Linked DNA regions of Gossypium hirsutum: region 1 is linked to region 2. The links are chromatin contacts, called in public Hi-C maps. All regions are on one chromosome and are shown on one strand. Each heading gives the region's core, a stretch centred on a gene start, on an enhancer-like site or on the middle of the called end of the contact. The rest is flanking DNA. Distances are from core to core; before and after follow the strand shown.

What was found. Hi-C and Micro-C count contacts between places; a contact is called where the count stands out from the background.
Region 1: a Hi-C map of leaf shows a contact between it and region 2, with 3 times the contacts expected there. The contact joins the promoter of LOC107897306 here to the promoter of LOC107960087 in region 2. A contact is called at or near these places in 2 of 34 Hi-C or Micro-C datasets (both in leaf).

Annotation. Positions count from the first base shown.
Region 1 is chrA05:41,442,049-41,446,731 of Gossypium_hirsutum_v2.1, reverse strand. LOC107897306 (AP3-complex subunit beta-A) reads left to right here and starts at 2,082. Exons shown (of 11, transcript XM_016822720.2): 1 at 2,082-2,558; 2 at 3,022-3,098; 3 at 3,518-3,767; 4 at 4,148-4,683. The coding sequence starts at 2,343.
Region 2 is chrA05:40,779,093-40,783,926 of Gossypium_hirsutum_v2.1, reverse strand. LOC107960087 reads right to left here and starts at 3,539. Exons shown (of 6, transcript XM_016896297.2): 1 at 3,401-3,539; 2 at 3,079-3,153. The coding sequence starts at 3,081.

The sequences.
Region 1 (4,683 bases), core at 833-3,332, 660 kb before region 2:
AAGTTCGGTTTTTTGTGAGGTTTTCTTCAGATTTTCGGAAAGGGACAAGGGGATCTCATTTCGACTTTTGGTTTTTGATGTATGAGTATCTTGGCTTTTGACCACTTCATATCATTTTAAAAAATAATAATTAAAACACCACTTTAATTTAATAAAGATGTTTATGAATTAGTTTGGGCTTAAACATGATATTAATATATTTTATACTTATTCAAGTTTAGCATGACTCAAAATATGGGTCAAATTTTTACTTAAGCCTACTCATATTTATAAACAGCTAACATCGGTCCATTTTAGATCCACTTATGTTATTTTTTATTTTTTAAAAATCATATTATTTGGCCAAACTATACCCAAGGTCACTAAACTATTAGTAAGTTTATGTTTTGGTCGCTCAACTTTAAAAATTTATAAAATGGTCACTAAACTATTTGAAAGTTTTCATTTAAGTCACTGAGTTGTTAAAATCGCTACTATATGGCTCTTTTTGTTCACACGGCCTGCACCAAATGAAAGCTCTTTTTCTCTTCTCTTCTACAATTTATTGTTTTTCAAGAAACAACTTTGAATGCCACCAGTTTGCGAGCCAAACTCCAAGCAGCTTTTTTCTTCGATCTTTGACACTAATTGCTGGATCAACTTGAATTGAAGGTATGTTCTTCTACTTGTTAATGGATACTGATCCATTGTACCGGTCATCGAATCGTCACTTGGAGCTCACTAACCAAACTTAAAAAAGAAACTTAACAACTAGTGACTTAAATAAAAACTTTTGAATAATATGGTGACTTAAAAAAAACCTTTCAAATAGTGAAATGATCATTTTGTAACTTTTTGAAATTGAGTGACCAAATCGTAAACTTACTAATAATTTAGTGACATTTGGTGTAGTTTACCCTATTATTTTTAATTTAATATCCAATATATTTATATGTTTTCGTTTAAGCCACTTAACTTTTTTTAATGTTTGCATTATAGCATTATAAATTACTATATATTTAATCTAAATAATATAGAAAGTGATTCAAGCAGACTGGGCTCGAGTCTTGAATATTTGAACTCAAGTTTGACCCATATTTTAAACAGGTCTACTTTTTTTGCTTAATCTTATTTTCTGAGGTTAATATTTTTGTCCAAACCCTCTCTAATTTCGGACGAACTTTCTAACTTGAGTGGATAGTTTAACCATTGAACTAGTTTAAATCAAGACAGTCAACTAAATTAAGTATTTTCTTAATGGAAACCAACTGAATTAAGTTTTTGCATTATTTCAATGATCGTTATAAACAAGGGCAACGATAGGGGGTTGGTAGGGACCCCGACCCTCTAAAATGATAAATTTATATTTTAGCCCTTTAAAATTGATAAAGTTTTAAGTTAATACATGGTAAAATTACACTTTGTCCCCTATTGATAAACATTTGATTTAATTCTTTAAAAAATTATAAAAATATAAATTATTAAAATGGTAGCATAATCAAATTGATTTTCATCAAGACCTATTATATCATAAAGCTTAAATTCTACTATTAGTCCTTGTACTTTATGAAAGTTGTGGATTTAATCATTGTACTTTAATTTGATTATTTTTAGTCCTTGTACTATTCAAATTTTAATATTTTAGTCCTCACCAAATGATAATGGTTAAATTCATTAAGTTATGCTATTCTCAAAATATGATGTAGCAAACATATCATCATATGTGTAATGTCATGTTAACTTGTTAGTTCCACATATTCATCACTAAAAGTCCAATTAATGGATTAAATATTGTAATTACATCAAGATTGAAATTTCAAAATTTGAAAAGTATAAGAATTTAGAATGATCCAATTGGAAAATATAAACTAAATCTACAACTATATGCATAGTACAAGACTAGTCATTGAGTTTAACAAAACATATTCAATTTCTAGTGTTTGAGTCAATATTAAAATTTTAAAATTCAAAAAGTATAGAACTAAAGTTGACTAATTCTAAAAGTATAAGAACTAAAATTGATCAAATTAAAATATATAAACTAAATTCACAACTTTCTCAAAGTACAAGGATTAATAGCAGAATTTAACCTGTAGTAAATCTCGACGGACCTAAACACTCAAAACCCTTTTCTCGGCTTCCTTTCCAAAATTGTATGTCATCATAATCCTCTATGGGATCAACTTTATCCTGCTAACCAATCATCCCATATCCAGCTCCGCACTTGCTCACTCCGTCGAAGGCTTTGTACATCAAGAGATCACAAAGCCTTCTCAATTTCCCCCTTGAAATTAATTTTTCAAATTCAATTTTGATGAATTCTTAATTTGTGTAAAGAAGAAAAAAGGAAATACTAATCGGAAATGTTTCCACAGTTCGGAGCGACTGCGGAGACGTTGAGCAAGGCGTCGACGATGGTGTTCCGGATCGGAACCGATGCTCACCTCTACGACGATCCGGATGACGTCAGCATAGCTCCGCTTTTAGATAGTAAATTCGATTCGGAGAAGTGTGAGGCTCTCAAGCGACTCCTCGCTCTCATCGCTCAAGGCTTCGACGTCTCCAATTACTTCCCTCAGGTAATTTGTTTTTCATTTTTTTATTTCTTTTTATTGAATGAACTCTGAAAAAATTACTTAAAATTTAATATTGAAGTGATCTGGATTTTGTAATTTCATTCAGAGGACCTTTTTGACTGCTGATAAGGTTTCTGGAAAGTGTAAATAAATTTAAGTGTTTGAAAGTTTAAATATCATTGTTTAATAGAAGGTGTAGTGAACTTATCACAGGATAATTGAGAAAGAAAATTAAGCTATCGAGTGTTGTAGTTATAATTCATTGGATCTTTATTTATAGCTGTACTCTGATTAGTTAAGAAATGGTTGAATCGGGTCTAGGAGTGTTGATAAATACAGATAGCTGTTCATAATTGCATTCATGATATGAAATCAGGGTTTGGTAATGGATACTTTTAAATCTTATATTTGTTTGTTAATTGAGGTGTACATATGTTTTTCATCTCTCTGGTTGCTTGAATTACAGGTTGTTAAAAACGTGGCATCTCAATCTTTGGAAGTAAAGAAACTTGTTTATTTGTATCTACTGCATTATGCTGAAAAGTATGTTTCGCAAACTTCTCTTACAATATTCTTTTTATTTTCCTATGGTTGCTTCCATATGTTAAGAAGCAATATTAGTAAATGAGGGAATATTAGTATGAACAAAGAACATGCTTGCTTGAAATCTATCTCTAATTGCACTGGATAGAAACGGTATCAAGTTTAATTAGTTATTAGATAAGAGTAGTTATTAGTTATTAGATCATGGTTTTTAGGCACTTTTCAAGTTTAATTAATTACAATTCATTTTGAAGAACTTTTCTTTTTCTTAATAAAAGCAGTGCTTGAGATGGTGGAAACTCATTAGTTTAAAATAATAGTGGCTCAAAGGAGAGGTGATGAGTGACCTGGATTGTATTTCTTGTGTTAAAGCAGGTACATTGAACTTATTGTTAATGTTTCTGTGTTTAATTTTGTAGGCGTCCCAACGAAGCATTGTTGTCAATTAATTGTTTCCAGAAGGATTTGGGGGACCCTAATCCCTTGGTGAGAGCATGGGCACTTCGCACCATGGCTGGAATTCGTCTTCATGTTATTGCACCTCTTGTTCTGGTGGCTGTGGGCAAGTGTGCTAGAGATCCATCTGTCTATGTTAGAAAATGTGCAGCTAGTGCTCTTCCAAAAGTACATGATTTGCGCCTAGAGGAACATACCTTGGCAATTGAAGAGGTTCAATTGATAGATTTATTTCTTCATGGTTATTTTTGCTTTCATGTTTTCCACAATTTATTATGACCTTACTTTGCTACGACTCGATTTCCATTGTTAAGATCAGTCAAAAACTGCTTCCTTAAAAGGTTTGGTATTTTTGGACAGAAGGTTTTAGACTAATTTGACATGCAATATGCAAAGATAATATCTTTTCATCTTTTGTGCCTGCATTTTTCAGGAATTTTTTTACCTAAATAAACATTCATAGATTTGTGCTTCTTTACTTGGACGTTCAATTTTAGATGTCTTTAGTAGCATGACACGTTAGACATCTATCTCTTGTTATAATACATTTCGATTGGGTTGGATTTGTACCATTAATTAATTATACTTTGCAGATTGTTGGGATGTTGTTAAATGACCGCTCCCCTGCCGTAGTTGGTGCTGCTGCTGCTGCATTTGCTTCTGTTTGTCCATATAATTTATCTTTGGTCGGGAGGAATTATAGAAAGTTATGTGAGATTCTTCCTGATGTGGAAGAGTGGGGTCAGATAGTCTTGATTGGAATTCTTTTACGCTATGTTATTGCAAGGCATGGGCTAGTGAAAGAATCCATTATGTTTTCTCTGCAATGTACTGAGAGCTCACATTCTGCAAAAGATGGTTCAGATGTTGACTTTGGACTAGTTAAGGAATCCACTGACTTGAGTGGGACATGTGATTCTGAATTTTTAAACACAATTTCCAGGTGCTATATGGAGGGTCCGGATGAATATTTATCTAGGTCAAGTTATGCCAACAGGGAGTCCTTTGAATTAAATGGTGCACAATTTACATCTGGAAAAAGTAATGATGATGTCAAGATCCTGCTTTATTCTACATCTCCCCTGTTATGGAGTAACAACAGTGCTGTGGTACTAGCAGCAGCTGGTGT
Region 2 (4,834 bases), core at 2,290-4,789:
AAATCAGTAAGAGACAAATATGTGTATATATGTGTGTGTGTGTGTTTGAAAACTGGCTATAGTCTGATAGATCCATCTGAGGGATTTTCAAATCAATTTTAAAAATCCTACCAGAGATATCAGATAAGTTTCAGGGTATGATTTAGCTGCTAAAAAAACATAGGAACTACAAGGAAACAAATAATCAAAAGTGAAAACCAAAAGGTTCACCTTTTACTTGCACGAACAAAATTCAAATCCAATTGGCAAGCTCTTCTAAGCAGGAATGATAAAATTTCCAGTTTCTTTCATATCTTAATGAAAGCTCAGAAAAAGAATCCTTTGAAACATTTCCACCCTTAGATGTTGACGGTAAGACTTTCAAGATAGCTCATTGTACAGGTATGCATATAATGAGGCTAATTATAAACAAATTAGCTTAACTCAACAAAGAAGTTTCTCTGGAATCGTATCATGCCAATTAAAATCTTCGAAGAGTTGCCTAAAGATGCGCGCAAACTTGCCTTTTACAGTTATAGCTAACCTTTTACGTCTATAGCAGCCTTTTACGGCTACAGCTAGCTTATTCAACTTCGTAACATTCAAAAACTTGCCTTTTATTTCTCCCTAGATGGACCTAATAATGCCAGATATCTGCAATTTGTTGAAAACTTATACAAGCGTCAACACTTAAGATTTGGACCAAAAACGAAAATTTTCAAGGCATTGAAGTTGCAACAGGCATAACCTAAATTTCCTTCCAACAAATATAAAAGTCAACTATTCATTAAACTCTATTCGGAACTTTATTGATATACAGGCAACTTTATTTACTCATAAAGTTTCTTCCAGGAACAAGTTTTTCTCAGCCTTTGAATCAGAATTATGGCATTCAAATGATATTAAACAAATTACCTTGCAAGTTGCTCATGTCCTGTTGCATTCAACAGTGACATCTTTTTAATTTTATCTTAACATGTAATCCGAACAAGGCAGCAAAGTGATACAACTGCAAGTGTAACCCATATTAGACTAGGAGCCCAAGACGAAAACAGTGTCACTCATTGAAATGAGTTATTAACCATACAGATTTTGCTGTTTCCTTGTAGAAGCTTGTGCACAATGATGATGCTGAAACAACGAAAAGCAACTAAAGAAAATAGTTGTCAAGACCATGATGGCTTCAATTCTACATGTTATGAATATAAGCACCACCACACCATAGAATCAAAATGAGAATCATCTGAAGTTTCATAAAGCATGTGTAAACATACTAAATGTCCATGCATTTATATAATTGTTTATGTAATTTTTTTTTTCCAATAAATGGGTACTGTTGTTTGATCAAGAAAAATAGAAAAAGAAATCTTATTTATACATAAGGCATTGTCTTTCATGTTTTCTATGAAATTTTAACAAGATGTGGGTATCCATACCGTACGATGGATACTTTTAGGTCAAACATGCAAGTCCAAAACTTTAAGCAAAGTGCAACTCAGCCTTCTAGACAATACGCATAATGGACAAACATACCACAGTGCAATTAGTTAATGTAGTCAAAAGAAAAACAAAGCTCTTTTCACCTTGAAATTTTAAGAAAAAGTGAGCTGAAAAAATTAGTTGACGTAACAAAGAAAATAGTGATTTATTTGGATCTCCTTCATTTGTTTATTAGAGAACTTATTTTACTTTAAATCATAAAACTATTAGATTTTTTCTTATAATATATATATTCGATAATGTTAAAGTCTACAGTAGTAACCACAAGAATATTTTCAATTAATATTCTCTGAAGCAAATGTGTCCTTTCTGTTTTAGTCAGATTCTACCCAACTTATATGGTCGATTGACTCTCAGACCATCAACTAGTGCATATTTTAGACGGATTCTACCCAACTTCTACAATCGATTGACTCTCAGACCATCAACTAGTGCATAACCAAAGGGAATATACAGAAAAACCAACAGCTGGTAAATGCAAATGGTTTAAATCAGCATATCAGTCATGGAAATTGCTAATGCCAAAGCTCCAAATTGCTTGAATATGACATGGATCACCATGTCTGCCTACCCGAGGCACATAACCGTCAGCATTGCATTCATTAATAATTAAAATCCCTCAATTTTCAGCATAATTAAACCTAAAATAAATCAGCATGTACATATCTAAGGTGCATGATCATCTAATTTAGTCATTTGCTTTCATTAGGATTTTCAAATTCCTTGAACTTCTGACAGCAGCAGAGAACCTAGCATAAATTAACATTTTTGTATGTCTAACAGACATAATTGTCACCATTACTTTTATTAAAGTATTTACATTCCTTAATTCGAACCTAATCAAACGTCACGTAATGCACCTTATATTCTTGACTAAGAAAGTAATCATTCTGATTACTTTGCATACAAAACTAACATAAATCAGTATATCTCCATATTTGGGCTACACACATAGCACGGCAACATTGATTACAACATTTAAATTCCTCAAAGCTACTAAATAATGGAACCTTACACTAACCAACATATCTGCATCCTTAAAACACATTTAAATGCCTTAAAAGCTGTGAAAGAAAGGAACCTAAGATTAATCACCATAACCGCATTTCAAAGGCAAGCGATAATCAGATTATTTTTACTAATGCATTTTAATTCTTCAAATTCCAACCTAACGAAACCAAGTATAAATCACCAGTTATATGTCTAAAACAAACCATCATCACAATAACTGTTAAAACATAAAATTTTAAATTTCTCAAAGCTCCAACACGATAGAAGCTATCATATTTGCAATTATGTATATATAAAGCACAAACCATCCACATTTTTAAATTTCTGGCGCACCAAAGTACCATTCAACTAACAACATTCAACTTCGTGAGAAAATAAAAACTCCATGTAAGCACATTAATTCATTAAAAAAAATTCAAAACAATATCTAGAAAAGTACAACAAAACAGACTATGAAATCAAACAAATATGAAATGAGGAATGAAAAGGAGAATTTTTTTTTTAAAAAAAATTAACAAGAAAACAACGAAACTCGAATAAAACATTTGCATGCAATAAAAAGAGCTCCGAAAAGAGTTGCGATCATACCATTTCTCGCCAACCTTACAATCAGACTCGTCTTCACTCAATCAAAAACCAAGCTTCTTTCACCCTCCAAAACACCTTCAGAAATTGAAAAGACAAATTAATCAAATCAATAGACCTTTAGTCACAAATTTTGCATGCATTACTCGATTCAAAAAAAGGAAATATTAACATTTCTTTGTATTTATAAAAATAAGGTTAAAAAACCCAACTTTTGTTCAGTTTTCTCTGAATTTTACATAGAACTTAAACCGTCTTTTGCAAGCAATGGTGTGAAACAAAAGCCTAGAAATTACAATAAATGAGCGAGTCTCTAAGCTAATACCTTTTCCGGAGAGATCGCCGGTAAGACTTCCCGGCTTGAACTCACCGGAGATAATCAACCGATTTTTTTTCCTTTTTAATTTTTTTGAAGTGAAAGTGAGTAGTACGGAATACATTGAAAAAACGACTCAGAGCGTCCCAGCCTTTAAATAGGAAAGAGAGAAATTATATACTGTACTGCCGAAGGATTTTCAATTAATGGACTCCTTAATTTCCATCCGACACGTGGAGTCAATCGTGATTTGGGTACCAGTTGAGAATGAGGGGAAAATCGTGGCCGTTAAAACATAAAATTTGGTCAGGGATAATGGCAACTTTGCCCTCTTTACTTTACCAAAATTTTCAATGTGATACCTACTGTTTCTAAATGGTCACTTTGCCCCTGTACTTTTATTCTGTAATCTAATCTGATACTTGGGTCTAACGGCGTTAATGCCTAACATGTGGATCGTTATTATAATGCCTCATGTCACTTTTGTAGAAAAAGATACTGATAGGTCATGTCAAGATTTTGAAATAATTTTCCATTTTCCTTTTACAAGGAAAAATACAAGTACAAAAACTTTAAACATTTAGATATCCTCAAGGGATAACCATTGCAGGATAAAACAAGAAAAAAGAAAACATATTAAGTTTCATGGTTGTAGGTTTAGAGAGGCCATTTCAAAAAACTAACTGGTGAAAGGCTTAGGATCAGTGAGAAGAAGTTATTGTCTAATTTGTAAGATGATCAAGTAGTTAAAAAGCCAAATCGAAAGTTTGGAAGTATGAAAGTTTGAAGTTGGATTTGGTGATTTCGAACTTGAGGTAATCATGGGTTGGATTGAGTTATAATAAAATTTTAAGCTAGTTTTATAAGCTCGGGTTCAGCTTGATCCGAAAATGGGCCTAAAATTTTGCCCAAGCTCAGCCCGAATGAAAAAGCTAACATTTTAAGCATTTGGTTAAAAATTAATATCACAAGATACCATAAGTGCTTAACATACCAATTCATGTCACATTAGGTAACAATCTCCAATTCTTATTCAATCAAGGGATAATATACTCACATACTTATCAAAGGCATTACCTAAATCAATGTTTCTTGCTCAATTTATTTAATAACTTGCCATTTGGATTATCAAGTTCAATTCATCCCATTTCAATTTTTCATTTTTATATGAACTTATTCGCCCGATGAAACCTAGTAAACGGACTTGGATACATAGGTATCTACACTACACCAATTGCTTGTCTGAGCTGAACATATACATATCAGGTTATTCATCCAGGCTAAACATTTATAACTACACATCAGGTTATTTGTCTGAGCTAAACTTGCGACACATATAATTGAGAATTCGCAACAAATGTTGGCTCTAATCTCGACCATTGATGTTAGGGGTGAGCAAAATTCAATTCGACTCGAAAAAATCGAAAAAAAATTCGAATTTCG